Linked DNA regions of Ovis aries: region 2 is linked to region 1. Evidence: chromatin contacts called from public Hi-C data. All regions are on one chromosome and are shown on one strand. The core of a region is the stretch at or near the end of the contact, and the rest is flanking DNA. Distances in the headings are between cores, read along the strand shown.

Region 1 (6,258 bases), core at 508-3,007:
TTTTGGTCATCTGATGCGAACAGACGACTCATTGGAAAAGTCCCTGATGCTGAGAAAGATTGAGGGCAGAAGGAGAAGAGGGTGTCAGAGGCTGAGATGGCTGGCACCGATGCAATGAACATGAACTTGGGCAAACTCCAGGAGATGGTGAGGGAAGGGGAGGCCTAGAGTCCATGGGGTCGCAAGGAGTCAGACACGACTGGCGAATAAACAACAGTAACGCCTATGGCAAGCTGGAGGGGGAAGGGTTTTGGTAAGGCCTTCTTAATCTGTCACTCTTGATCACAAAACTGCCACATTGATTGGAACAAGGGTGGCATTTTATGTTGTGTCTCCGACATTAAGACCAAGGGTGTGACAGGTAATAATGGTCCACCCATCATATTACCGCAAAAGATCGGAGATTTCCCCCGACACTCCTGCGTTTGCTCTTATATTCCATACATTTTCACTTCTGTAACCCCTTCTTGAACCTGTGAAACCTGCTTCCATTTTCACTGTTTGTCATTCTTTTCATATTTTCCTGGGGCTACTTCTTTAACCTTCAGGAGTTGCCCACCCCCCACACACACTCACATACACCGAGTTTTATCAGTTTATAGTATTTCCTATCTGTTCTCCCTTTATACTTATCTTCCTTTTAGACTGAAGATTCTAATTCTTTCTAGCTTCTTCACACATAGCCTTACAGTTATATTAATAGAGTCTCTTTTCTGAGAGAGACTTAAAAGTATATATTTTTAGGAAAGGAACTCATTAGCTACAGCAGAGCTGGGTGATTTTTTTTTTAAGAAGAAATGTTCATTATGGATTTGTGATTTTCCTTTTAGAAGAAATGTTTATTATAGATTTTTTTTGTTTTAAAGTAAATTGTCCTTAAGACAAATTGGAAAATAAATATAATAATAGCATAGTTGGGAAGACATTGGGGAGACTGTTTTCTCAGATTAACCAAGGTTATATAGGCAAGGCCAGGTTGTAAATAGCACAGTGCCTGCAGACGAAACAGCTCTCCTGACTCCGCCGTTAGCAAGTGTCAGGACAGAGTGTAGCCTTTTGTTCCCACGAGCTCCCTAGTGAATGAATGGCCCTTTCTTTTGTCGTCAGCCCTTGTGGATTCTTGCTGAAGCCACTTGTGAGCTTTTCTAAGACATCTGCAGTTTCTGAGCTTGCTTTGCAGGTTAGATGAAGGGACGGGACTGGAGCCTTACCCTGGAGAGGAGACCAGAGTCCTTGGACTTCTTCCTCTGGGTGTGCACTGGCTACTTAGGAGCCTAGAGCCACTTGGAGCCCCGTCCTTTATGGGGTTAATGCTCCCAAATGCTCTTTCTAAGAGGGGCTTACAGATTTGACGGTCTGCCCAAGGCTCAGATCTCACAAGACCATTTCCTGCAGTCGGCTGGCCAGGGCTACATTAGGTCACCCTGCAGATTAAAAGAGGAGTAATTATGTGAATTCCAGTGCCAAGAATAAGTGCCCCGGGCTGTGGGGGCCTCGGTGGGGGCAGGGGCGGCAAGGCTGCAGCCCCTAAGCCCGCTTTGTGCTCAAGATGGTTGCAGCCATGGTCACGGTTAAATAGCTGTCTTTGAGGAAGGTCTTTTCTTCCAGCAAGGGAAATCAGTCCAGTCTGCTCTGAATTAGCCAGCTCACAAAGTCATGAAAGGGACTTACAAAAACAATGGCACGCTGTACATTCTGTGAGATTTTAACAAGTTATACGAACCAAATAATGGCCCAGTTGGCTGGCTCTGCAGGTTTTTGCCTGAGTGTGCACATCCAGAGAGCCAGTGCCGCCCCGTGGACCAGAAGATCAAACACTGCCAGCAGTGAATGGGAAACAGCCCTGGAGCTCATCTTGGGAGCAAGGAAAGACAGCTCGCATCCAGCTCCTCCCACTCCACCCCAAAAACCTTCTCTACAAAGATTCCTCGGAAGCTTAATGTTACTACAGTTTTAAAAGATTGCTGAGGCAGGGTGAGAAGAATAGACTTGGAGGATATTCTTTCATTTCATGGAATCCTATCCTGCAGGTCTGTGAAAATGTGGCCATTTATAAAAAGTGAAACTTCATCATGAAAACATACATCTATTTAGAAATCTGTATGTTAGTGTCTATAGTGGCATTATTTCTAACTGACAAAAACTGGAAAAAGCACCAGTGTCTTTTGACTGCTGAGCGGATGAACCGCAGACCCACACAGTGACATCCTCTTCAGCATTAAGAAGGAATGGACCGTGGGATGCAGATAAAACCTGGCAGTACCAAGAGCAGATCAGTGGTTGAAGGGGTGCAGGAGGGAATAGGGCAGCTTTGGGGGAATGATAGAGATACTTTAATTGGGGTTGTTTCAGATGTCATAGAACTGTACGGGAAGGGGTGATTTTAGTATTTGCAAATTATACCTCACCGAGCCTGACTTTAAAAAAGCAAACTGCAGCCTTAAGTACTGCCATCTCACTATGGGAGATTTTTGATTTTGAGATGGGCCATGTCAAACTGCTGACCAGATGGAGAGAGTGCTGAGCTTGTGGGTATTTTTACTGCTTTGGTTCATTCAGCAGATAGTTTGGGGCAGATTTGTATGCTAGTAATTGTTCAGTCAAGTCAGGCTGGGTAGGAGGGAAGTGTCATCAAGAGCCTGACCTGAATGGAGAGGATATATGTATACCATGGCCAGCTTAACCTGGGATAGTGACAGCAGGAATGGAAAGTCAGGGCAGGTGCTGGAGGCCTTCTAGAGATAGAATTAAGAGTCATTGTATGAGATGAGTTGACAGTTCTGGCAGGACTTAAATGGAGGTGGTGATGGAGAAGCAGCCAGGGGGAAATCCAGAGTTCACACAGCGCTTGGCATCTTGCCTGAAGTCAGTAAGGATTTTAGGGGCGGAAGGGAGATTTTCGATTGAAGACCATGTTACCACAATGATGTTACGTTAAGCATCTGGGATAGCATTAGCCTGGGGGCTGGGGCAGCAGGGGGTGTGCGGGGGACAGTCAGCAAACTACAGCCTGGGACCAAATCTCGCCTGCTGTCTGTTGCTGTAGTACACAAGCTAAAATAGATTTATGTTTCTGCATGTCTGTTTATTTTTTTAAAGAAGAATGTAAAAGTTGTGAAATTCAAATTTCAGCATGCATAAATTTTACTGAAACACAGCCACACCCATTCATTGGTGCGCCACCACTTTCTCACTGTGAGGGTGCAGTTGAGTAGTCGTGACAGACTAGGCAGCAAAGCTGAGCTGTTCACTGTCTGGACCTTGACAGCGAAGGTTTGCAGACCAGACCCCTCCTCTAGGCTGTGTACACACACGCTATCCTTGTTTCCCTTCTGAACAGAGTGTAGCAGGCTTTCAACAAAAATCTCATCTTTTCACGCCAGCACTTCCATGATGCAGTCTTGGGTCATCAACATCACCTTGACCTTGCCTAATGACATAGCAGTGAGTCCTTGTGCAAATTGTGTGTGCTTGCATAACCTCAGGGATGATGCTGTTGCAACACTGCGCGGCCTGGACGTATTTCGGCATCTCGTCGGGTAGACCTGTCTGCTCTGAGTAGCAGTGTCTCTCTAGTCATGTTAGCATCTTCGGCTCTGCTGGGTGAGCAGGTGTGTGGAAACAGCTGGAGTCCTGACTGCTCCTACCTGGCGTTTGTGTGAATAACTCCTCAGGCCAGACGTTGCCAGGATAGCCTGAGATGTATTTTGTCAGTGTCCCAGGTCAGAAGCAAATTCTCCCTACACCCCTGAACTTGATGGTTTGAATCAAGGTCGAAGCCGGGGCTGCCCTCTGAAGGTGCTCGAGGGAGCCTGGTCTGGCCTGTAAGTGGGATATGGCAGGCTCACATGCTTGTTCTGGGCTACAGCCTTCATCCTTGGCTGAAGAAAGAGGACTCTTCTTAGATCCCAATCAGACAGAGAGGCGGTGAAGAGATAACTCACATGTAAGCAAGGATTGAAGCCACGGCCTCTGACCAGAATCAGCTGTATAACTGGGCTTCATGGCCCTCCCCTTGTGGCCTGTCTATCTCTAAGCTCATCTCCTGCCATCCACCTTACTCACAAACTTTTCCATGCTGGCTTTTCCTGCTGCCCTGGGTCTTTGCCTTTCCTTAGGCTGGAAGGTTCTTTTGTGGTAGAAGAGCTGAGTGGCTTGAAGCGGGTGCTAGATTGCTGTCATGGGTTGAACTGTGTACCCCCGCAAGATGTGTTGAAGTCCTAAGACATCTGTCCTAACACCAGTACCTGTGAAAGTAACTGCATTTGGAAAGAAGATCATTGCAGATGTGATCAAATTAAGGTGCGGTTGTGCTGGGTTGCTTCCCAGGTAGCTCAGTGGTGAAGAATCCTCCTGCCAAGCTGGAGTTGCGGGTTCAATCACTGGGTCAGGAAAATCCCTGGAGAAGGGAATGGCAACCTTTGGTAGTATTCTTGCCTGGGAAATCCCATGGCTAGAGGAGCCTGGTGGGCTACAGTCCATGGGGTCACAAGAGTTAGACACAACTTAACAACTAAACAACAATCCAATGACTGGTGTCTTATAAGAAGAGGGGAATTTGGACACACAGGGAGCATGCCAAGCAATGACAGAGACAGATCGGGGTTGATGTGTGCGTAGGCTTAGGAACACCGAGGATTGCCAGCAGCCACCACAGGGCAGGAAGAGGCAAGGAAGGTTCCCACCTTAGAGCCTTCAGAGAGCGTGTAGACCTGGGACACCTTGATTTTGGACTCCTAGCCTCCTGAACTGTCAGAGAATATGTTTCTATTTTAAAGCCATTGAGTTTGTGGTAACTTGCTACAGCAGCCCTAGGAAACTAATACAGATACACAGCCCCATCTTAGCCATTTCCTCATGCTTGTGTGACGCTGGGGCAAGTTCCTAAAATTCTCTGGAGCTCAATTTCCTCAACAATAAATGGGAGAAGTAGGGCTTAAATGAATTAATGCTCACAAAATTGTTAACGCAGTGCCTGCCATGTCGATAACACTCAGGAAATGCTGGTTTTGTAGCTGTCACCCTAATTCTTGTGTGCCTCATGCACCCCCATTCAGATTCCACTGCCTCAGAGAGACCTCCCCGACCTCCCTGCTAAAAGCAACTCTCCGGTCACTGTGTTACTACTCCATTATCTGCATAGCACTTGTGCCAAATTCTATAGTTCCGTCAATAACAACAACCAACTCCTCAGAACTCAGAACTGTGAGTTCTCAGGGCAAGAATTCACATTCTGAGGGCAAGGACCCTTTCGTGTCCTCTTAATAAACATTTAGCAACACGGTCTGATGATCCTATACAACCAGATAGGAAGGACATTTAAATTGAGGGGAGAGCCAGTGAGGTTGTTCCAAAGATCTCTCAGTTTCCCAGAATAAGTGGCACTCACATCTCTAAAATTTTTTTCAGAAATTCTTCAGTGATTTTATCCCACGCCTAACCTCTCTGCCCTTGCCAACATAGTATAGGATAAAAACCTTGGGGTCACAGTTGCACCATAAAAACTCACACATTTAGCACATTTAGGCAGAAGTATATGGTAAAGAGGGCTTCCCTGGTTGCTCAGATGATAAATAATCTGCCTGCAATGCAGGAGACCTCGGTTTGATCTCTGGGTCAGAAAGACGCCCTGGAGAAGGAAATGGCAACCCGCTCTAGTATTCTTGCCTGGGAAATTCCTTGGACAGAGGAGCCTGGCAGGCTATATCCATGGGGTTTCAAAGAGTCAGACACAACTGAGCAACTTGCACTACTACTGATACTACTATACACTGTTTAAAAGTGTAATTCTGACAACCTCCATGCTTCTGACCTCTGGGATCTTGTTATCAGCTATGGGGTTCCAGTAGGCAGTCAGGCTCCTCAGTATTGGAACCGTTTGCTGTTAAATTCTGCCCCCTAGTGGTAATTGAATGACATAACAGCACAGCATTTGGCAGCAATACACCTGTGTGTTCTGGGAGGTTTCATATTAAATGTAATGGGCTTCCCTGGTGGCTCAGATGGTAAAGAATTCGCCTGCATTGTGGGAGACCTGGGTTCGATCTCTGGGTTGGAAAGATCCCCTGGAGGAGGGCATGGTAACTCACTCCAGTATTCTTGTCTGGAGAATCCCATGGACAGAGGAGCCTTGTGGGCTAGAGTCCATGATATCACAAAGAGTCAGACAGGACTGAGTGACTTAGCATAATATTAAATGTGATAGTGTGCCATAGCATTACATTAACAACTTCAGAACTAAGGGCTCTGTTTAAAGTT
Region 2 (6,344 bases), core at 1,623-4,122, 180 kb before region 1:
AGAGTCCTGTGTCCCTCCAGAACTGTAGGGAGAAGCGGAGAGTGCCTGTCCCTGAAAGGCTATACTCAGCCCCTGGCAGGGTCTGTGTCTGCCAGGCTCCCCCACCGTGTGAAGTCCCAGCCTGGAAGATGTCACTGGTCCCTCCCACGGGCTCTGGATAGACCTGCTTTGGATGAACGTCACTCTTGTTTTGCTAAGTTTCACCAGCTCAAATCAGGCCAAATGTGCTTACGACAGACCTGTCCTTGTGCCAGGCGGATGGCTGCAGCGCTTCCCGGCTGCCAGCTGAAGGTTGAAATGGCCCTAGTGGTGGCCTCTGGGGTGGTTTTGTTTCGTTAGTCAGATCCCCATGTCCTGGTAAATTCTGTTTCTCTAGTTAAAGTGTTTTCAGTCTTTATTTGTTCAATAAACACTTCTTGAGCACCTGTGATTCCCAGGGGCCCCAGAAATACAAAAACAAATAAATCACAGGCCCCCCCTTTCTGGAATGGCACTGAACCTGACCTTGCTGGTGCCCCAGCGTCTCGTCCCACCCGACCGTGCAGCCTGTCTCCCTCCACCAGCTACAAGCTGTGCTTGGGATCCTCTCACCGGAATCACTGTCTCTTTCCCTGTGCAGATTTTGCATTTGCGCAAGCTCAGCCTGAAATAGGACACTGCCCCTAACATACATGCACACACCTCTCTCCCTGGCCATGCCTTCCTTCCTCATTATTCAAGTTTCTCAGTTTAAATGTTCCATCTTTTGGGAGACCTTCCCTGACTGTGCTGCTCCTAACCTCAGGCTAAAGTACACCCTCTCTCATATTCACTCATAGCACCCTGACTTTCCTTTCCAAAGCATTCTCCATCTTGTATTCCTGAAGTCTTCTCCCTCGCTGCACTGCGACCTCCCTGGTGGCACTGAGGAGCCGGGTCTCTCTTAATCACTGCTGGCAGATGGTAGGCCCTCCGTAAATGACACACGGGGCCTTCTCTTGTGGTCCAGTGGCTGGGACACCACGCTTCTCATGCAGGGGGGCTGGGGCTTGATCCCTGGTCAGGGAACTGGCTCCTGCAGGCCACAACTAAAGATCCCATGTGCCGCAATTAAGACCCAGCGTATCCAAATAAATTCATTTTTTTACTAAGTAAAAAAACATAAATTTCACTTGAATGAATACTGCATGAAGGAAACCATGAAAGGGAGAGAGATACAGACAAACACCCTCCATCAGGCACTGCTCCAGGAAGGCTGGCAGAGTGGAAAGAGTCCCTGGCTGCGGGCATGGGGGAGGGATGGGTGGGAAGTCTTCACAGGAAGGAGGAGGAATGAGAAAGGTGAAGAGGAAAGGAAAGAGCAGCCCAGGTAGGAAAAACTGCAGGGGTGAAGACGTGGGGTGGGGCTCTGACATTCCCTGGGCCTGGGGAGACACTAGGCCAGTGATCAGGGCCGCAGACATGGGGAAGCTATGGGCCCCCAGCCCTGGGTCTGTGTTCTCCCAGGAGCACAGGCCAGTGCCTCCCTTCCGCTCTGCCTCTCCCCTCCTGACCTCCGCCCACCCTGATACTTTGTTTAAGAGCTTTCAGAAGCTCTGGATCTGGAGTCCTTAAGAAGGTAGAGTAGTCCAGTGAGCAGGATTCTCCATCGTCTCCTTCTTTCTCCTCTTCCTCCATCCCTCTCTCCCTCCCTTCCATCCTTCCATTCTTTACCAATTTCAACTCATATTTACCAAGCTCCTTCTATGTGTTAAAAGTTGGAGAGAGAATTTTCCTCTCATTCTCTCTGAAACCTTTGAAAAATGAATCCAGCCAGAAACCAGACACAGTTCCACTGGGCTGGAGCCGTGGTAGGGGAAGCAGAGGGGAGCTGGCAGGCAGGCAGACAAGAGCAGGAACAGCATCTCGGCCGGGTCCCCAAGCAGGCACAGATTTAGGGGTCAGGTGAGCGGAGCTGCCAGTGCAGAAATGGGGCAAAGAGTCAGCAGGATGAGCTCCAAAGCACTGGCCCTGGACATGGAGGGAAGCTGAGCTCAGGAGAGAGAGAGAAGGGGCAGCTTGAATCCCTGCTGGAAGAAACAGGCAGAGCATGGAGAAGGGCAGGGGATATGCCCTTGTTTCCTTTCCTTGCTGTCTCCTACCAGCATGACCTCTGGTTCTCTCCCTGAAGAGAACTTAACTTTTAAATGCCTTGGTTGCTTTTCTCTACCAAGGGGGAGCTTAAACCTGCCAATGAAGGCTGCTGCTTAGCTCCTTAGAGCAAAGCAGGGTGGGGCAGGCTGAGTTCTGAAGGCCGGGCTGCGCAGGGCGGGTGCTCTGCAAGTTGATGTATGCCCAGGGCAGCTACCAGCTACAGCCCTGAAATGAGACTGGCTCTGAGGTTGACTTGGGGACATAGGTGTGGCACTCAGTGATTTTCTCTGGTGTTACTGAGTGGGGTTTCCTGTGTACTGGCTCCCTAACTTGACCCTGGGTGTTGAGAGAATGTTGTCCACTTAACGTCACCCAGGGAATTCACCCCAGAGCTGACTGACCTGCTGAGGATTCTCGGTCTGTGCTTCTGAGCTTTGATGGATGGCCTGAGAGCTGAGGAAGGGGATGGCCTGGAACAAAAGCCAGACATGCCGCTCGCAGCCAAGCCTGACAAAGCTCTCTCTCTCACAGACCCTTCCTCAGGACAGCAGAGCCCTCCTGGGGAGAAGGCTGCCCCTCAGGCCACCGAGGCAGGCAGAACCCAGTGCCCAGAAGGAAACTTTCAATCAGATTAAGTGCCTTTTTTGATGAGACAGAAGGAATGAGGAGGAGAGGCCCTGCCAGGCAGCTCTGGACTTACAGAGGGCACGAAAGAATGTCATCTGAGGAGTGGGGAGAGAGGACAAAGAGCTTAGTGTGACAGGAAGCCTGGGAGGAATAAAGCCAGCAAAGGGAGCCAGAGGGGGAGAGGGCCACAAAGAAAGGAGGAGGAGCCCGCCAGGCGGATGCAGGAACACAAAGAGGAGGGGCATGGTGCCTCTAAGTGCCTGGGCCAGAGCTGGGGAGCCCCGACAGGAGGGGAAGCTGCAAGGTCAGTGTGTCTGTACACCCAGAGTCATCATCTGAGAGGCCAGCCCAGCCCAGCCCTCTGGGATGGATCTGATGGATCGGAGGAAAGGACGGGCCCCTTTGTTGAGGCAGTCAGGCCCTGCCTGCAGCCAGCCATGGAGAGCCCTGCTGCTGACCCCAACCTTCGAGCACAGCTGCCACATGTCACTTTACGGAGCAGCACTAGGGGTTCTGAGGGCAAAGGTGGAAGGAAGTTGTTTCTGTCCCTACTGTTTTGTTCTTTGGGAGTCCTAAACATTCAGCAGGGCGGGAAACAGGAGTGCAGGCCAGGTGTCTGTAGGAAGGAGGGAAGGGGCAGAGTTGGCCAGGCTGCCTGGGAGAGGCCTGGGGTGAGGCCCAGGGTTCATTTGTTCATTCAACAAACACATGTTCACCATCTACTAAAAACAGAGCAAACAAGCCAGAATCTCTGCCTCTTGAAGTCTAGTTCACATTCCAGCTGAAAGCTATGGTTTTTCCAGTAGTCATGTACAGATGTGAGAGTTGGACCTTAAAGAAGTCCGGGCAGTGAAGAATGGATGCTCTTGAACTGTGGTGCTGGAGGAGACTCTTGAGAGTCCCTTGGACAGTAAGGAGATCCAACCAGTCCATCCTAAAGGAGATCAACCCTGAATATTCATTGGAAGGACTGATGCTGAAGCTGAAGCTCCGATATTTTGGTCACCTGATGCTAAGAGTCAACTCACTGGACATGAGTCTGAGAAAAACTCTGGGAGATAGTAAAGAACAAGGAAGCCTGGTGTGCTGCATTTCATGGGGTCACAAGGAGTCAGACAAGACTTAGCAGCTGAACAACAATTGTTCAGTGCTTACTGTGCACCACATGCTAAGTCCTTCCATTCATCTGTTCGTTTCATCAGTACAGTGTCCTGCGGGTCTGGTTTCCAGTGTCACCATGCCATTTTACTCCCTTCCACAGCCCATATCACTTCCTGACACACTATGTTTATTTCGATTACTTGTCTGTGTCTCTTCACTAGAATGTTAGCTTCCTGATGGTGAGAATTTGTTTCATGCTCAGCACCTAGAACAATGCTTAGCATACAGTAGGCCCTCAATATATAGTTGATGAATGACAGTACTATTATCCCCATTTTACAGATGAGGAAACTGGGGCCCCAAGTGGTTAAGTAGCTTGCTCAGATTACAGCTAGAAAGTAGCAGAAATAGGATATAAATCCAGGAAACTTGGCTCTGGAGACACATAACTACAACAACAGACCACTGGCCCGAGTATAGCGTGACTAGGCCTGAGTTGGGGATATTGTGTGGAAAGGGTGGACCAAAGTATTCAGCTCATAGGTAGGAAAAAGAAAGCCCTGAGTGGGAGGTGGTAAGCGCTGACGATTAACTTAGCTCTTTGACATTTGTGCTAAGAGTACTGGTATTAACCAGGTATGAATATAATCATATAGAAACCAACAGATATCTACTGAACCCCTTTAGTGTGCAAAGCGCCACACGAGGGGTTAAGAGAAATATCACAAAGTTTAAAGGAGACACTTGGCACTCAAGGAGCTTATAATCTTAATCGCGGAGACAAAGCAGTAGCACATGGAAAGTTGATAGCGAAGGCGGTAATATCAAGAGTATCGTAAAGTAGCATGTGGTTAACAGACAGATCAGCAGCCCAAAGAGCAAGTTCTTCACCCTAAAGGAAGTGGGCGTCTCTGAGGCCTGGGTGGATGGAGAAGCTTCATGGAGGGAATAAGTCTTCACTGGCCCTGGCAGAGCGAGAGGGCTGGGGATGTGAGTAAGGCGGGTGAGGAAGCAGGAGGAGGCTGGGACGAGGAAAACTCCTTGAGCAGAAAGTGCTGTGATGCAGCGCGGCGGCGGCGCTGGGTGGGACTTGCGAGATAAACAGACCTGGTCAGCTGCAGAAGGGAGCCTGAACACGGGAGTAGTAAGGGGAGGATAGAGCCAGGCTGCGGAGGGCTTTGAAGGCAGGATGCAGATGTGACATGGAGCTTATGGATGTCTGTCCATCCTGAACTAGGAAGGAGCCCAGAGACAGGGAAGCAAAACAGAAGGAGCGGAAAGGCTAAAACACCTGTGGCTGAGGGCACAGGCCTTAGACGCAGCGTGAGTTCAGATTTCACTTTTGCCTCTTCTGAGTCGCGTGAAAGACCAAGCCATGTAACATTTCTTGAGGCTTGTTTCCTGCGCTCTAATAAAAAAGCAGTGACAACAACAAAACCATCTCATTAGGTGCTGCGAAGTTAATCTAATGAGAAACAACATACGCAACGCACCGAGCACTGTGCTCAGTAAGTGGTGACTTTCAAAAGCCATGGACTAGATCCACTAAGAAGGCTTGGTTCTCAGCCCCAAGAACCAGAAAGCAAGGCCAGACCATGTTCCATCCTGGCCTCCCCTCGTGTGACTGACCCCTTTTGACCCCTGCTTTGATGCCCTGGCCCTCATTCCTTCCATCACACATGCAAGTACATACTTGTATATAAGGCTAAATAAAACTCCTGCAGAAACAGGACAGGAAGCTGGAAAGATATCATAAAGTCTCTTTATGTAACAGGAATTCCTGTTCCCAGGAGAGTGTTGGTTTAACAGGATGTAGAGGGACCAAGGAAACAGATGGCTGGGAAGTGAATGTTATGGAACAATACAGGAAGGTAGTGCCTTCCTAGGCTCAGGACAGACAAACTAGTTCTATTATTATAGCTGCTGCTTCTGTGCTGCTGCTGCTGCTTTTTTTTTTTTTTTCCCTTTATGTAGTATTTGCTTGCCTGCCCCTGAAGGCAGTTTCAGGACTTCAGCAAAATACAAGCTAGTACCTGTTTTCATCATGATAGCTAAGATAGTTTAAGGATTTTGTTTTGTTCTGTCTTCGTTTTTGGAGGTGCATTCCTTAATATTTCAGCCTTAGCTACAATGATTGTTTTGACGTTGTCAATCAAGAACTCAGTGGGCAACAGCTTAAATGCTTTCAATATTACCATCAATTGCTTGATTTTTAAATAGAGTTTTAATTTCTAAAGTATTTTATTAATTATTCACCAATTAAAGCAAAGCTAGAAATTGCAGCTTCATTTCAAAAGTATTGCTTGGGGGATAAGATCACGAGAAAGCATCAACTACCCTTCTGTCAGTTATGCCCCAGCAATAAACTAGGTGATGGTGAGCCTCCACTGCTGCTAATGTTTTAATGTGCCTACTCAGTGCCAGGTATGGCACTAGGTTCTGTGTGTAAAGTGGTGAACAAGACCTCATAGTCTTCACCCTCATGGAATTTTCTAGTAAACTTT

The links. Hi-C and Micro-C count contacts between places; a contact is called where the count stands out from the background.
Region 2: a Hi-C map of hypothalamus shows a contact between it and region 1, with 8 times the contacts expected there. The contact joins two enhancer-like sites. A contact is called at or near these places in 15 of 16 Hi-C or Micro-C datasets (blood, hypothalamus, liver and 7 more).

What each region holds. Positions count from the first base shown.
Region 1 is chr1:70,817,675-70,823,932 of ARS-UI_Ramb_v3.0, reverse strand. All of the region lies in intron 3 of BCAR3 (BCAR3 adaptor protein, NSP family member), which reads left to right. Among named protein-coding and RNA genes, the nearest start is that of BCAR3, 140 kb to the left of the region's middle. Within about 2 kb of position 1,757, at least 8 of the 54 cell types and tissues checked have an H3K27ac peak or open chromatin away from gene starts, as enhancers often do. A contact at or near this core is called in hypothalamus, where this site is marked.
Region 2 is chr1:70,996,574-71,002,917 of ARS-UI_Ramb_v3.0, reverse strand. No RefSeq gene overlaps it. Among named protein-coding and RNA genes, the nearest start is that of TRNAR-UCU, 13 kb to the left of the region's middle. Within about 2 kb of position 2,872, at least 12 of the 54 cell types and tissues checked have an H3K27ac peak or open chromatin away from gene starts, as enhancers often do. A contact at or near this core is called in hypothalamus, where this site is marked.